3 separate regions of the Anas platyrhynchos genome follow, and all the other regions are linked to region 2. A link is a contact called in public Hi-C data. All regions are on one chromosome and are shown on one strand. Each heading gives the region's core, a stretch centred on a gene start, on an enhancer-like site or on the middle of the called end of the contact. The rest is flanking DNA. Distances are from core to core; before and after follow the strand shown.

Region 1 (4,615 bases), core at 1,598-4,097, 320 kb before region 2:
AGCTATCTCTACTGGTGGGGGTGGGAGGATGGTAAAGAAAAGGAATGACGTAAGAGGTAAGGCAAATCACCAGACATTTCTGAAAAGTCTATTAAAAATGCCAGCTGTGTTCTCATCACTTTCAGTATAGTGAACTAACATTTTCTTTCATATTGAAAGGTCTAAAAACCCCATCTCAACTTTTCTATTTTCGTATCAATTAGTTCTATCAGTGATAATATTATTTAACTTTCAGCACGCAAGAAGCTATTTCTCTATTTCTAGCTCCCAAAACTATGTAATACAGAGCTGAATTTATTTCATTCTGATCTTCCAGATCAATGCACCTTTAAGTTTACAAGCTTGAAAGACCTGAACTTACCAGGAGCTTCCATAAGAAAGTGAAACCCTTGCCTACAAAAGGAATGTAACACAGAACATTCTGAACATAATCATAGCCTCAGTGAGTGTTACTGAGGACTCAATAATTTCAGTTAGCAGAAATCTGTATGCATAATTTCTCTAGGCTAGAAAAATATGGCCAGAACTGCTTACAGTTTTCATCTGTTTTGCTTTAGGTGAAAAGATCACATTTTTCTCACTCATTTTGTAAAGACAACTTATACACATGGTTCTGGGTGTTCAGGAGTAAGGATGCAAAATCCCTTTACATATTTATAGTGGAATTATCTGATTGCAACTGCAGCCCTGTGAAATACAGTGATTGTGAATCCCAGGAATACTGCCAGAATCACAACTCAAATGGATGTGTTGGTTCCTCAGTCTTACGTGGTACGTTAAAAGTCTAGGATTTGATCCCCAGAGTTACAATCTCTCCTTCACCTCTCTGCTAGCAGCTGTATTTCCATTTATATTTATTCTTTCGTGCTCTATTAATTTCCAAGAGATATCATCAGCTCTTGAAAGGAAGTAGAGACTGGATTCTCTTGTGACACGTGCCACAACTGCCTGATGTGGAGAGAAAATCCTGAACACTGGCAAGCTGGACAGGAAAAGGGAGATGCTGCTCTTTAAAACAATGTCCTTGTAAGATAGCAGCTGTTTTAACTCTACATCCATCTACTATCCAGATGCTGCTTTTGGACTGTACTTTTTAATTCATCATCTTTGGTAGCAGAAATAACCAACAACAATCCGAAGTTTAGCTTCAGAAAAGGCTATGGTGGTGCCAGTTTCCCTGAAACTTAATATAATGCACTGATCTGCCAAGAGCTGGGGCCTAAATTCTCAAGTTATCTAACCCTAAATCAACAGAGGTTTGAAGACAAATGCTTTTAAAAGAGTTCGGCCAAGAGCACTATGGTCCTGTTCAGCACCCTGCAATACAACCATCCCTCGGCTAGCGCTGAATGTGCTATTGTTCATGCAAGAGATTTTTTTTTTTTGAGCTGTGGAACAATGCAGACTCACCAGCGTAACAGTGCTACACTGAGGTAATGAACACTCCCTCACAGCAGGGCAAAGGGGCCAGATGCATTGCCATGGATGCGGCTGCATTGCCCTCAGCTACTTTGGCTGATACTAGCTCTGGTATTTTGCTATCACACTCCACTGTATGGTGAAGATATGCTCTGAATGATTTCTCAGAGGTCACTGAGCAGTCAGTGAATGGCAGCAAACGTGCTCTAACTGATGGGGAAGGAACTTAGCCTGCATGTGAATAAGGAGAGGTTGTCTGTGATAGATAAAATTAAAATTGACTGTTCTTCAAAGCAATCTGAATCGCAATTTGAAAATGGAAGCAACTTTTTCTTCCTTTTACCCAAGTTCACCATGGAAAGTTCCTTATGCATTCCTTTGTCAGCTTGAAATCTGTGCTAGAAAAAAAAAATGTTATAATCAGGTTTTTGACTTCTGTTTAGCCATAGATAAAAAGGTTGTTCTTACCTGTAACCGTTTGGTAGCTTGGCCCAGAGATCTTTCTACAGCTTTGATGCCGTTTTCCAATCGTAAACTTTGCTGGCCCTGAATATCAATTTCACCTTTCACCTTCTCAATCTTTTCTTTGACCTCTTCTTCATTCACTTGGGATTCTTGAACTTCCCGATGCAACTTCTCCGCTTCGAGGCCACTCTCCATATCGTGGATCTGCGACACGTAGTCCTTCAGCTTGCTCTCGCATTCTAGGATCCTCTGCCTCATCTCCTGGAGCTGCTCCTTTAGCTGTTTCTCGTTCTCTTGCTCGATCTGCAGCTCGTTTTCCCAGAACTCTTCCTCCTCGATCTCTACTTCGTTTCTTTTGATCTTCTGCTCTAGCTTGAGGATTTCTTCCTCCAGACTGGAGTTGTACTTCTGCTCCCAGTACCGGATCTCCGCCTCGTTGGACTCCAGCTGCTTCTCAATGCACTGCAGTTTATCTGTCTGGAGGTGAATCAGCTTCTTCAGCTCTTCTGCCGTCGTTTTGCAGTTGTTGAGCACCTTCTGCTTGAACTCAGACTCCTTACTTTTACCGAAGATGTCCATTAGCCCCTTCGCCCCACCAGTGAAGGTCAGGGACTTCCTTTTCGGCTCCCTCCGCTTCATGGCTTTGTCATTTGGAGGCCGCAGCTTGGCCAGGGGTGGCAGGCTCTGCCGGTACAAAGTCCTCTCGGGGCCGCGAGCCACGCTGTCCGAGGTGGGCCTCTCGCTCAGGGAGGGCCCGGTGCGGCGCAGGATCAGCTGCACGTCGCTGGCGTACTGCCCCCACTTGTTGAGCGACACCACGGGGTTCTCGTGGGGCGCCAGGTGCCGCTCGGTGTCCCGCCACTTCTCGATCAGCGCGTAGCGACCGGTGCGCCCTGAAGGGACAGGAACAGGGACAGGCGTCAGCGGCCGCCCCGCCAGGGGGCGCCGCCGCCCCGGGTAGGGCAGGGCCCGCCGCCGGCCCCATCGGCGGCTCCGGGGGGCCCTTCCCCGGCACGGCCCGCGGGGCGCCCCCACGGACGGACGGACGGACGGACGGACCGACCCACACCGCGCGGTCTCCGTCGTGAGGGCGAAAGCCCACGGCGTCGCGGGCAAAAAGGTGCCGAAAATCGACTGGTTTTAAAGCACGCGTTATCCCAGGGGATTTTGGAACGGTTCTGTGGTTACCGCTAGCCCTAAACACATCGTTTGCTATTTTAATGCCATACACATATCCACTGCCACGACAGGCCATCATTTAAATGGTAACTTATGTCAGCACATACACGCTTGAAATGCCAGTCATTTATGCAACTATGAGTTGGGGGAGTTGGAATAAAGGTGTCTGATGTCCATCTGATGTGTTTTGTTCACTTTCTCCACCTGCACTTTCCCCCAAGGTACAGTCTTGGGCTGGAAGTCTGCCTCTGGCCTCCAACCGCAACACTCGCACAGATTCCCCACCTCCAGTCCGTAGGAGGCAAGCTCTGCCACACCAATTGACACATGGTGTAGCCCCCTAAAATCTGCTAGCATCAGACCAGCCTTTGAAAGAGCTCCCCAGGTGAACGGGTAGTTTGCTGGAAATGGCTCCTCTGATCTCACTTTCTCACAAGTAGTTCATGATGAAGACAACAACAAAAATCAGCTTGACAGGCACAATCTAGAAAGCAGATTGCTTTGGCTGGTGGATCACACCAGCAATAGTTAGCTGGCCAAATAAGAGGCCAAAGCATCCACATTCACTTCCAAGTTAGGAGTGAAAGCTCAAAGAAGATGCAAAGATTTAAATGATTGAAGTCAGCAAAACAGGGCAAGCAGTATGGAAACATTCCACCTCCCCTAATGCCTTATAAATAAACGACTTGAGGTAAGCACTGGGGAAAAATGAAAGTCTATCGATAAACATACTACTGTGCTTAGCCCACATTTTCAGAAACAGATCTAAAAGTTTATTGTCATAAACTACTTCAAAACCAAGTTTATTATGCCAAGATACAAAGTCAGATGTTATTTATTTGTTTGTTTCACCAACCCACAATATTGTTCGTTGACCCATTAAGATTTATGGTTTGTAGTAGGCATCAGTGTTATTATAGGAAAAATAAACCTAGTGCTGTTTGCCACAGTGTACTAACAATAAAACCCCAAGGAAGAAAAATGAAAGTGTGCTACAGATCCTAGGACAAAGGTTGTATTTTCCACTCTATTTTGTTAATCTTAAAAGCTTTCAGCTTTCATCTTGTAAACATGGTAATGCTACTAGTGTTCTTGTTGTGTCAGAAACAGCCAGGTTCAAATAAGTCTTAAAATTGTAATTAGGGTACCACTAGGGGAGTGGTCAGCATGCAAGTTCTTAGCACTTTGCTACTAAATGCACTGCTTAAAAGAAACATAGTAAGAGGCAAAACAGAAAAGGGGGGAAGGGAATACAGCTAGCAATCTCAACCAAAAATGAAAAAGGGAATTAAGCAAAGTGCTTGCCAAGAACTATTTCCATCTTAGATCAGGATTCCAAATCAACATGCAGTCCTAAATAATGAACTCCATGCTCAAGAGCCACATAAAGGAAAGTATTTAGTAAAAGTCATATTTACACAGTTCAACAGCCACACCTGGAGTTCAATACTAGTCTAAAACAAAGTTGTCCTCATCTGAGATCATTACCTAGGTTTACTCTATTCAGGCTATTTATGACAGTGTTTAACAATACCTAGAAAACCACAACAGT
Region 2 (4,294 bases), core at 1,170-3,669:
GATGTTGAAAAGAGTTTGCAGTGTGCTATTTCTTATGCAGTCATTGTTTGCTTTCTGCTCTAGCCTTATGAGCTACTGGCAAACCATCAGCTGGAGTGGAAGCTGCTCATATATTCAAACGGGTAGGCAGAGAGCTGGTCAGACGGGGTGTCCTGGAGGCCAGGAGGAGGCAATGATCAGATTAGTTGAGTCATAACAGCCAAACAAAGCTCTATATATCATGGCTGCCCTTCAAAGGAACTCTCCTAATCAGATTGGTCCCCAGGAATGTGTTTGTCCTGTCTAGAGCTTGGCTTTCGAAGCAATTTTTTTAGGTCCCATTTTCCCTTTAAACCTGTGAGTGTTGATATCCCAAAGGCCCTTTTGATTTTCCTCATTATGAGAAGGTTATGAAATCTGAGCCTCAATTTCCTAATCGTCTTCCAGACATGGAAAGCTGCAGTTCAGCCTCAGTCCTGCTGTCAGCAAGAAAAACAGTGCCCTCCTGTTCTTTCTGCAGATCTTCACAGAAGTTTTTTCACAGGCTTTATTAAACTAGTCTCTAAGCTTTGAGCATCTTTTCTGGATTTTGAAATTGTCCCCTTACCTGAATGACAGCGAGCAAACACTCCACAGGAGACTACAGAGGTGTGTTTCTCCTGCCAGCCGCAGAAATGCTTGTGCTTCTGGTGAAGGACAAAGACAGTTTTTGTGGGCTTCCAGTCTGCATCCCTAGAGACATATTGTTGACCTCACTGATTTTTACATTCGAGTTAATGACCCTTATAGCAGCAACAAAGCCAAAGAAGCTCAAAGCTTTCAACTGATGACCCCAAAAAGGTGAGGAAAAAGTCAGCTGAAGTCATATAGGAGGAGGCAAAATAATTCCCATTTCCTGTCTCTGAAGTTAAGGGGTTTTGTTGGCCACTTGCATTTGAATCTTTCTGCAACATTAACCCCTGCAGTGCTGTTCAGGTGTCCTGCTCTGATTCTTTAAGGCATAATGTGGAGAAATAAGTGTGAGTAGAAAATACTGGAGTTTTTCCTCCAGAATCTGCTTGTGTGGATCACACCAAGGCACTACATGAGCTCCCTCTTCATTGCCAAACATCTATTAATTCCAGCTCTGCAGAGACAATGCTTCCTACAGTTAATATTGTAGTGCAGCAGTTTTGAGCTAAACATCTCATTGCTGTTTATTTACAAAAACAAAAGTCAACATTTTTGTCTGGATGTTGAGAAATGCCTTTAAATCATACGTCTAATATATGTGCGTAGCTGAGAAAAAGAAAAGATCTGGCAGCAGTGAACTTTTTCCCAAAACTGAGGTAGATATTTAAAGCACAGATTTGGAAGACAGTCAAAGCCAAAAAGACTTCTGTTGCACTTAATAGCGGAGAGGGAGCTGCAAAATTCCCACTAAGACAGGGAGACAAAGAGCATCTCTGACCACTAAAGCCATGCCTGTTTGCTCTGTGCTCTCCTTTACACTGCATTTGTAGCCTCACATTTGTCAGCTTTTCTTCCCTTTTGTTTTGCTAGGCTGTTTACTGCTGCGTAGAAGTCAATAAACACAAATTTCAAGTACTTTTCATTTTGTGATCATGACAAAATGTTGCCATTAATTATTATGGTTTATTTGTTTGTTTGTTTGTTTGTTTTTTTCATATTAGCGATTCATCCAGAGGGATCTTTTTGCTTCTGTTGGACTTGGTATTTTTGCAGTAACCCACATTATCACTATGACAAACAAGATCTGTGAGGTTCCAGTGGGAAAGCTAGTGGTGGAAGATGATCCAGTTAACTCCCTCAAGACAGCCCCTGATGCCATTTTACAATCCTGTGCTCATTCTTTTTCCGAAGGATGGTGGATTCCACAGTAGCCTTGTCGTTTAAACCTGCTGCATCCCCTTACCTCAAACACTGGCTGTGTTGAGGGCACTGTTTGGTGAAAGGGAGCTGGACATGAGCGCACACCTTTGTAAGGTCCAGTTGCCTAACAGAGAGCTTTGTGAAGTTCCCAAGGACCCTTGAACCCATTAATTTTCATAGGCATCACACTGGGTTAGGCACAGCCAACATAGCAGCAAATACCTTCCTTTCTCCTCACTCTCCTGGTTACAGCATCATGGCAGGACCTCTAGTGCAAGTTTTTTCTGCAGACAAGACAGCTCATGTGTTATTTCCGTGTTGGTTCCCCAGCCTTTTCTGATATGCTGAGAATATGCATATCAGCACAAGGAGGGAAAGGGAGTTGTTTAGGGTGGGACGAAGTGTAACTAGGGGCAATGGGAGGAAACAGCAGAGCAATGTCTAGGCTGACTATCAAGAAAAACATCCTAACATTGAAGCCTGAAAGGCTGTTTAATGATCTCCCAAAGGAAGTAGTGAAAACCTTTATCAATGAGTCATTTCACACTGTGAAGGACAAAGCTCTGAGTGTAGAGGATAGTCATGTGTTGGCAGGGCATGAAGGGTCTTTCCCATTCCTCCACGATGACTCCTTGCCCTCACTCTTCTAAAAGAAACAGAGCCTGGAAAACACAATGCTAGCAGTGGTTTCCTAACATACACACAGAAAGAAAAACAACATCCCTAAGTGATCCTTTGAGATTGGGAGCCTGGGAAATGCTTTTTAAATTAGCTTCAATAACATGACAGACGATAACAAGTTTTAGAGCAATTTTTTTTTTTTCTGTTCAGCCGCATTGCCAGAGCGTGTGTCAATCCTGGCAGCAGCTTTCTTGCAAATTAATGAAACATCAAGGCTGCACTACCAGACAGATGATTGGAGGAGTGTATTTCCAGGAGAGAGCATAAACTGGCAGATTGTCAGCTGCTACAAATCAATTAAGTTCCCTCAATTCCAGTACAGAGGGCCACCAACTTACAGCTGCATAGGATCTGGTCCATTTTGTATTGGAACAGAAATATTGCTTTCATTTTACAGAGAGATAGACTATTTAAAATTTAAATGCTATTAAAATTTAAAATCCCTACTTAATTTAAAATTCCCTTTGCAGTTGCTTTTGTCATGGAGTTCCTTATTCCTGCTCCAAAGAGTTGAGCCCTTACATTTCCCTGAGACCAGCACATCAGGGTTCATAGGATTTTGGTGTCTTCTTGCCAGCAGGCATGATATGCCTTGCCTCGGATTTTTCTCTGATCCCAGTTTCTCACTCCTGTACTTTAAACGACTGTAGTAAGAATCAATAACATTAAACATTAGGTAACGCTCACCACATTGCCCAAATCCCTGGAAAGCAGCAGCACACTGCAGTGCTGGGAGGGGAGTAGAAGCAGGATGAAAATGAATCCTCTTGCCTGTGGAGAAGTGTTGATGGTGGCTTCGAGGCTCAGACAAACTGCAGTGAAAACAAAGCTTGCTTCTCACCAACGTGTCCTTGCAATGCTCTGCCAAGTACCCCTTGAGCGTGTTTCTGGGGGTAACAGAGCAGGTACCACATCTCCACCCCAGGAACAGGACATTCCCGCTGGGTGCTGGGGCGAGGAGATGCAGGGGCAAGGAGCGCTGCTCCTGGAGCAGGTGAGACACACAAGGGAGGTAGAAACTCAAAATTTGTCTCCTGGAGCCAAGGATATGCTGCGAAGCAGAGGCTTGCCTGGCCAGCTGTGGCCTTCACTACACCCTGCCCATGCGGTGTGAGGAGGCGGGGACCACACAAAACTTATTGAGCTGGCTGCAGGGTGAAGGCCTTAAGCACAGGCATTGTCCTGACATCCCCATGCCTGGCTTCCTGGCCAACTACTGTGCATGGGGCTGAGCAATGGGACTGGGGTGGAAATAATCCTCCTCAAGCACAAAAGCAGGACAGGACAGGCTTCAGAGTTGCCTCAGACTCCTGCAGAGCTGTTTTAGCTTGGTGTCATCCATGGCAGCAGGTTCTGCAGGACCTATAACCCAGAAGCAGGCAGCACCTCACTCCAGGCTTCAGTTTTGGGAAAGGGAGAGTTCCTCGGTTCTCAGGGCAACCTTTGGGCCCTCAGAACATTTTACATGAAGGTGGCAATACTGTTGCAGGGAATTGGACCACAAAGGGAAGAAGGAAGCCCAATGTCTGGCCCTGGTGAGCCTCTGCAGCTATCACCATCACTCTGATCAACAGGTGGGTGCTTTTCCTTATCAAAAGTTATTTCACATTATTTAGTCCCCAGACAGTTGGGTACCAGGACTGGCGTTAGTGAGGAAAAAAAGACTCATCTCCTCAGCCAGTGGGTGGGAGGTGTTATAAATTGCCCCCTTAATTAATTTTCAGAGAGCATTGCATTAATAATAGAAAGGAATTTATTGAGT
Region 3 (4,788 bases), core at 2,109-4,608, 340 kb before region 2:
CTGTATGTCTTTTTCATATTTCCAGCCTTTGGGAATATGAATCAGTTTAGATTTCATTGGGCTATAAACCAAGATCCTTATAGGGTTTTACCAATTTCAGTATTTACCATGTACAATAACAGGAAGGCTTATTTTTATTAGCCCTAGAATCAAGCATGCCAAATGACTTCATGCCAAGTTACAGTGTCAATAGTGTCTATTAAATTTTATTACATAAAACATAAAGACAAATATGTGTTCAGATAATAGCAATGCCCAACAAAAGCAAACAGTTTTTTGTTTTTTTTTAAAGGGGGGGGAGTTGTAATTGAGACTGATAATCAACAGCTGCTGGAGGCAAAAGGCAAATGACAAGAGGGACCCTAAGAGTCAGCTTCAATTATTCAACTCCAGGCTTCCTCAGTTCCCTTTGGAGCCTAAGTCAAACTGTACGTTTCACATTTTCTCAGAGTTAAAAACAAAACAACAATGAAAAAAAAAAACACACACACACACCCCAAAAAAAATAAATGGACAACAGCCTGACAGACTTTAATATACATTCACTTCTGTGCAAGTATTAATGCTTGTTATTTCCTACACACTTTCTGTAACTCTGCCATATATGGAGCAACTCTCAGCTGTGCTTCCCGAGTGCTCAGAGCTCAGAGTGCAGGACTGGGTGCTGCATTTATTGCACACACTTGGGTACGTGCTGTATTATTTCTCATAAGCCACAAGATAAAGGCTTTAAGCTGGTAAATGTATTTTCTTAAGCAATAAACTTTGAAAACAGCTCTTATTCATCCAGTATATTATAGTGGCATGAAAGGTTCCATTATAGTGTGTTAAACAAACACAGTTGAGATTGTTAAGCCAATGGAAGGTAGTATCATGCAACTCCCACTAAAGGCAATGAAAGTTTTATTTGGAAAGATTACAGTTATGGAACTCAAATTGACTATCAGCTCTGTTTAAGAAAGGCCTGACCTACCAATTAAGTCAACGTGAGTCCTTCTCTCAAGTGTAATGGGCTTTGGAGTAGGTCCTAAGTCTCTGTTTTGGGGCTCTTTTCTTTGTTTGTTTAATTTTCACTTCTAGTCAGGGCAAACTGAACGGCTTCAACATCTAGCAAGCCCAGGGACTGTGTGCACTGCATTTCAGCACTGGTAAATTTATAGTCTGTGGGTCTCACAATGTATTTCCTTTCCTCCTCGAACATCAGCTCCTGGAGTCACGTGATCTCTGCCTTCATTTGAGATGGTCTGAACTTTTGGGTAGACCTGTGCGGTGTCAAGAGTTGGACTTGATGATCCTTAAGGGTCCCTTCCAACTCAGGATATTCTATGATTCTATGATTCTAAGTTTCCTGCCTGCTACTAGCACAAATGAACTTGAAAGTGTGACCTTAAAGAAAGCAAGTAACAAAAACACCATGTTTTCTTTTTTTCTCCATAGAAAAACACTTGGCTTTTTTAGAGCCATCTTCACTCAAGAAAGTGTTAATCTCTATTTACTGTCTCTGATCATGCTGCAGTCTCTGTAGCTTGCTGCAAAACAGCCCAGAGAAGCCGGGGCCTTCACCTGCCACTTGCAGCAGCCATGCAAGCCCTGGACATGTGTGGGCCAGAGAGAACTGCCACTGTCACCTCACACTCTACACCCTTTCCATGGCTACAGGTCTCCAGGGCTGTCAGTCTGTCAGGAACACTGAACTCACTGCAGCCTTGATTACGGCTGTGCCGCAGGCTGCACGGAGCTGCCCTGCCCTGGGTTGAGCGGCGGAGCCCGTTCTGCCTCACTGCACTCACAGGGCGCCTAGCAGCACCGCACCTGCTGCTGCCCTTTCCCGGGCCACGAGCGTGCCTCCTACTGGAATGGCACTCCTGCTGTGCCCCACAGGAGGCAGGTGACGCCTGGCACGGGCGAGAAGACATGCCCTTGTGTCTCCCAGAAAGCAGGCACTGTGATTTCACGCTGCTCTCTAGGGCCAAGGGGCTGGGGACAGCTCTTTCTCCAGCATTCACAGAGGCCTGCCTTTTTATTTATTTGTTTGTTAATTTATTTTTATTATGTATTTTTAAAGCTCAGCTTCCCTGTTCCCGTTTATCTTGGTTTAGTCTAAAAGCGGGTGCACGGGATATCACTTGCCTCTACAGATTTTTGACTTCAGCTGAGATCTAGGATCAAATTAGAAATGCCGACTTGCTCCTCATTAGAAACACGTCCACATTCCTTTCCCCCTCGCAGTTTTTCACAGCGAGGTGTTTGATCTAACAGAAGCTGCACAACACAGACTAGCGCAAATCTTGGATGAGTGCTTTGGGAACTGGTCCCCTCAATCCTCTGGTATCAGCAGTTCCCTGCACACAGACATCTGCTGGGCAGTGCTGTCTGTGTGATCGTACGATTGCAGCCCAGCAGCCAGTAAAGGGAAGCATCTCCTAGCTGCATCTCTGCTTGCCTTTCTCTCAAAGCTCAAAGGTGAGGCTAGCTCTCGCTCCAAAATACTTCTATCCAGAGCAAAACCTGGAGAACCAGTTACCAAAAAAGAAAACCTTGTGGTCACATTACTCTCACAACCGAGCAATTTCTGAAGAACGACTTCAGAGCTATGTAAATATGGCACCCCCTTACTCAGCAGAAAATTGGCTCCCCAAGTGCGTTCGGAGTCATATCTGCACTACAGAGCCAACTGATCTGACAGATGCTGAAGTGGATTCGATTCTCACTGCAGTCTATCAACAAAATTGCTACAGCTCCAGCCCTGCTGTTAGCTGACAGCAGGCAAGCACCAAGCCTAGCTTACAGATAACATTGTAAAGAAGCGAATCTACACAGGAACAGCACTCAGCCTAGTTACGGTGTGAGGGGCTTCACACCTGGTGACAGCTTACTGCAGCGACCCGAGGCCCCGGGTGCGTGGTGGTAGCGTCACCCCCATCAGTATTTCCCTGGCAGAGATCAGCACTGCCGGCACAGCCCATGGTACCGCACCCCAGCGTCCAGCTGCAGGACCAGCTTTTTCCCCTGGCTGTACCCAGGGCAGCGCGGACAGCCTCTCCAACAGTGAGGCGGCCCGAGGCGCACAAACAGCGCTTTCACCGGCAGCGAGAGCTCCAAACGCGCCTGCAAGACCGGCAGCCAGGGACACAGAAAGCCTTTATTCAGTATTTCTTTCGTTTACGTTCAAGCCGAGCTCTGTTCCTCACGCGACGGGCAGCCCCTCGCAGGGCGGGACCCAGAGGCGCCGCCTCACGCGGCCGGCGAGGCCCCGGTCCCGGTCCCGGCCGCCCCCCCGCCATCGCCTCACACCCACCGCACTCCGGGCGCGCAACGGCTGCAACCGCCGCTCACGCGCGCGCCCACGCGAGCGCCGCGCACGCTGCCGGGCACGTGCGGGCGGGGCCGCGGCGGTTCCTCTGGCAACGGCGCCCGTTGGGGGCGTTGGGCGGTGCCGAGCGTGCCCTCGGTTATCATGGCGGCGGCGGCGACATCTCCCCGACCCTCTTTTATTAGCTGGGGCTCTAGTAAACTAATCAGGGAACAGTTCGGGCAGAGGCCATTTTTCGAGTAGTAATGTTGTTACTGTGAAGGTCTGTGGGTATAAGCAGAGTCTGCAGGGGAAGGCAAGAGCTTTTATTAGCACAGCTGATGCAAGTAAAAAACAAACAACAACGACAGACCAGACTGGCTTGCAGGCACAGCAGCCTTTCTTTGGCTCCACAAAACGACTTGAGCACCAGTAGTGCTTATCCCCCAAGTAGCATCTGCTACGCGTGTTGGATACCTGAACTTTATTCAGATGCTGCTAGCCTTCCCTACCATACGTGTTGCATATGCAGTTCTTCCATTTACATCTGTTTTCAAGGTGTACCTCGGAAAGCTGGAGGTCTTTGGCACCCTCTGGACCCTTGTGCTGCACTGAGCAGGGAACACACTAGCACAGCCTCAGCAGCTCTCCTAGTTTGTTTTCTGCTGCAGCCAAGGGGCTTTGATCAGCCATCAGTCCTGGTCACAGCATAACCCTGCTGCTGCTTACATGGCATAGCCCAGAGGCAGGAGCTGCCTGGGACAGAATTCACTACAGACAATGGGACCAGAAGAGAGCAGTACAAACCAGTTAATAGGACACATTTGTGCCCCTGCCCTCTCCGGGCCTCGACGAGTATCACTGCCTCCTAGTCAGAACTCAGCCCCAAAGCCTTTCACAGTGGTAGATGCACAAATCAGCATGTTTTCAGCAGCTGAAATAGATACAGTCCTTTACTTCAAAGCTGTCAGCAGTGGCAGCACTGGCCAGGTGGCAGGGAGGCTGTGCTGGAGGCACCTGTAGGACAACACGATAATTAGAAGATAATGCAGTCACCTGAGAGGAGAAACCTAGATTCCTGCCCTGTTTGTGCATTTTATGTTACAAGCCCAGTAGAAACAAACAAATAATGGATGTTTACAGGAGCTGGGGTAGGAACTGGCACTCTGGTTTCCTCTTAGCCCAGATTTAATACCCTAATCAATAGGCTAAAGCTATTTCTCAGTACGTGTCTGCTTAATTATTCAGTGCAAACAAGGACAAGATCCACAAGAGAGATGAAATGCAGTTGCCTGAGAACTGCTTTGAACCAGGGCCTTCCCCCAGGATGTGGGATATGCAAGGACGAACCTCCTTGGAGGAAGAACATTCTATCCAAATCACCTACTGAAAGAGAAATGTTATAGTTCCCAAACTTTTATTTAAATGCAAGGCTATGCCTCTTCCAGCTGCAGCTTTATGAGAGAAGAATGGTGCCCTCTGTTGTTCTAGAGAGA

What was found. A called contact is a pair of places that touch in the nucleus more often than the background predicts.
Region 1: a Hi-C map of F1 follicle shows a contact between it and region 2, with 4 times the contacts expected there. The contact joins two enhancer-like sites. A contact is called at or near these places in 4 of 8 Hi-C or Micro-C datasets (F1 follicle, liver, skeletal muscle and 1 more).
Region 3: a Hi-C map of subcutaneous adipose tissue shows a contact between it and region 2, with 2.7 times the contacts expected there. The contact joins two enhancer-like sites. A contact is called at or near these places in 3 of 8 Hi-C or Micro-C datasets (F1 follicle, liver and subcutaneous adipose tissue).

What each region holds. Positions count from the first base shown.
Region 1 is chr1:75,378,879-75,383,493 of IASCAAS_PekinDuck_T2T, forward strand. It overlaps RASSF8 (Ras association domain family member 8), which reads right to left. Exons shown (of 6, transcript XM_027450014.3): 4 at 1,888-2,777. Among named protein-coding and RNA genes, the nearest start is that of BHLHE41, 29 kb to the left of the region's middle. Within about 2 kb of position 2,848, at least 1 of the 8 cell types and tissues checked has an H3K27ac peak or open chromatin away from gene starts, as enhancers often do.
Region 2 is chr1:75,698,537-75,702,830 of IASCAAS_PekinDuck_T2T, forward strand. It overlaps LMNTD1 (lamin tail domain containing 1), which reads left to right. Exons shown (of 11, transcript XM_072042043.1): 11 at 1-1,566. It overlaps LOC140003150 (a long non-coding RNA gene), which reads right to left. Exons shown (of 2, transcript XR_011811194.1): 2 at 4,268-4,294. Among named protein-coding and RNA genes, the nearest start is that of KRAS, 51 kb to the right of the region's middle. Within about 2 kb of position 2,420, at least 4 of the 8 cell types and tissues checked have an H3K27ac peak or open chromatin away from gene starts, as enhancers often do. A contact at or near this core is called in subcutaneous adipose tissue, where this site is marked.
Region 3 is chr1:75,357,918-75,362,705 of IASCAAS_PekinDuck_T2T, forward strand. No RefSeq gene overlaps it. Among named protein-coding and RNA genes, the nearest start is that of BHLHE41, 7.7 kb to the left of the region's middle. Within about 2 kb of position 3,359, at least 2 of the 8 cell types and tissues checked have an H3K27ac peak or open chromatin away from gene starts, as enhancers often do. A contact at or near this core is called in subcutaneous adipose tissue, where this site is marked.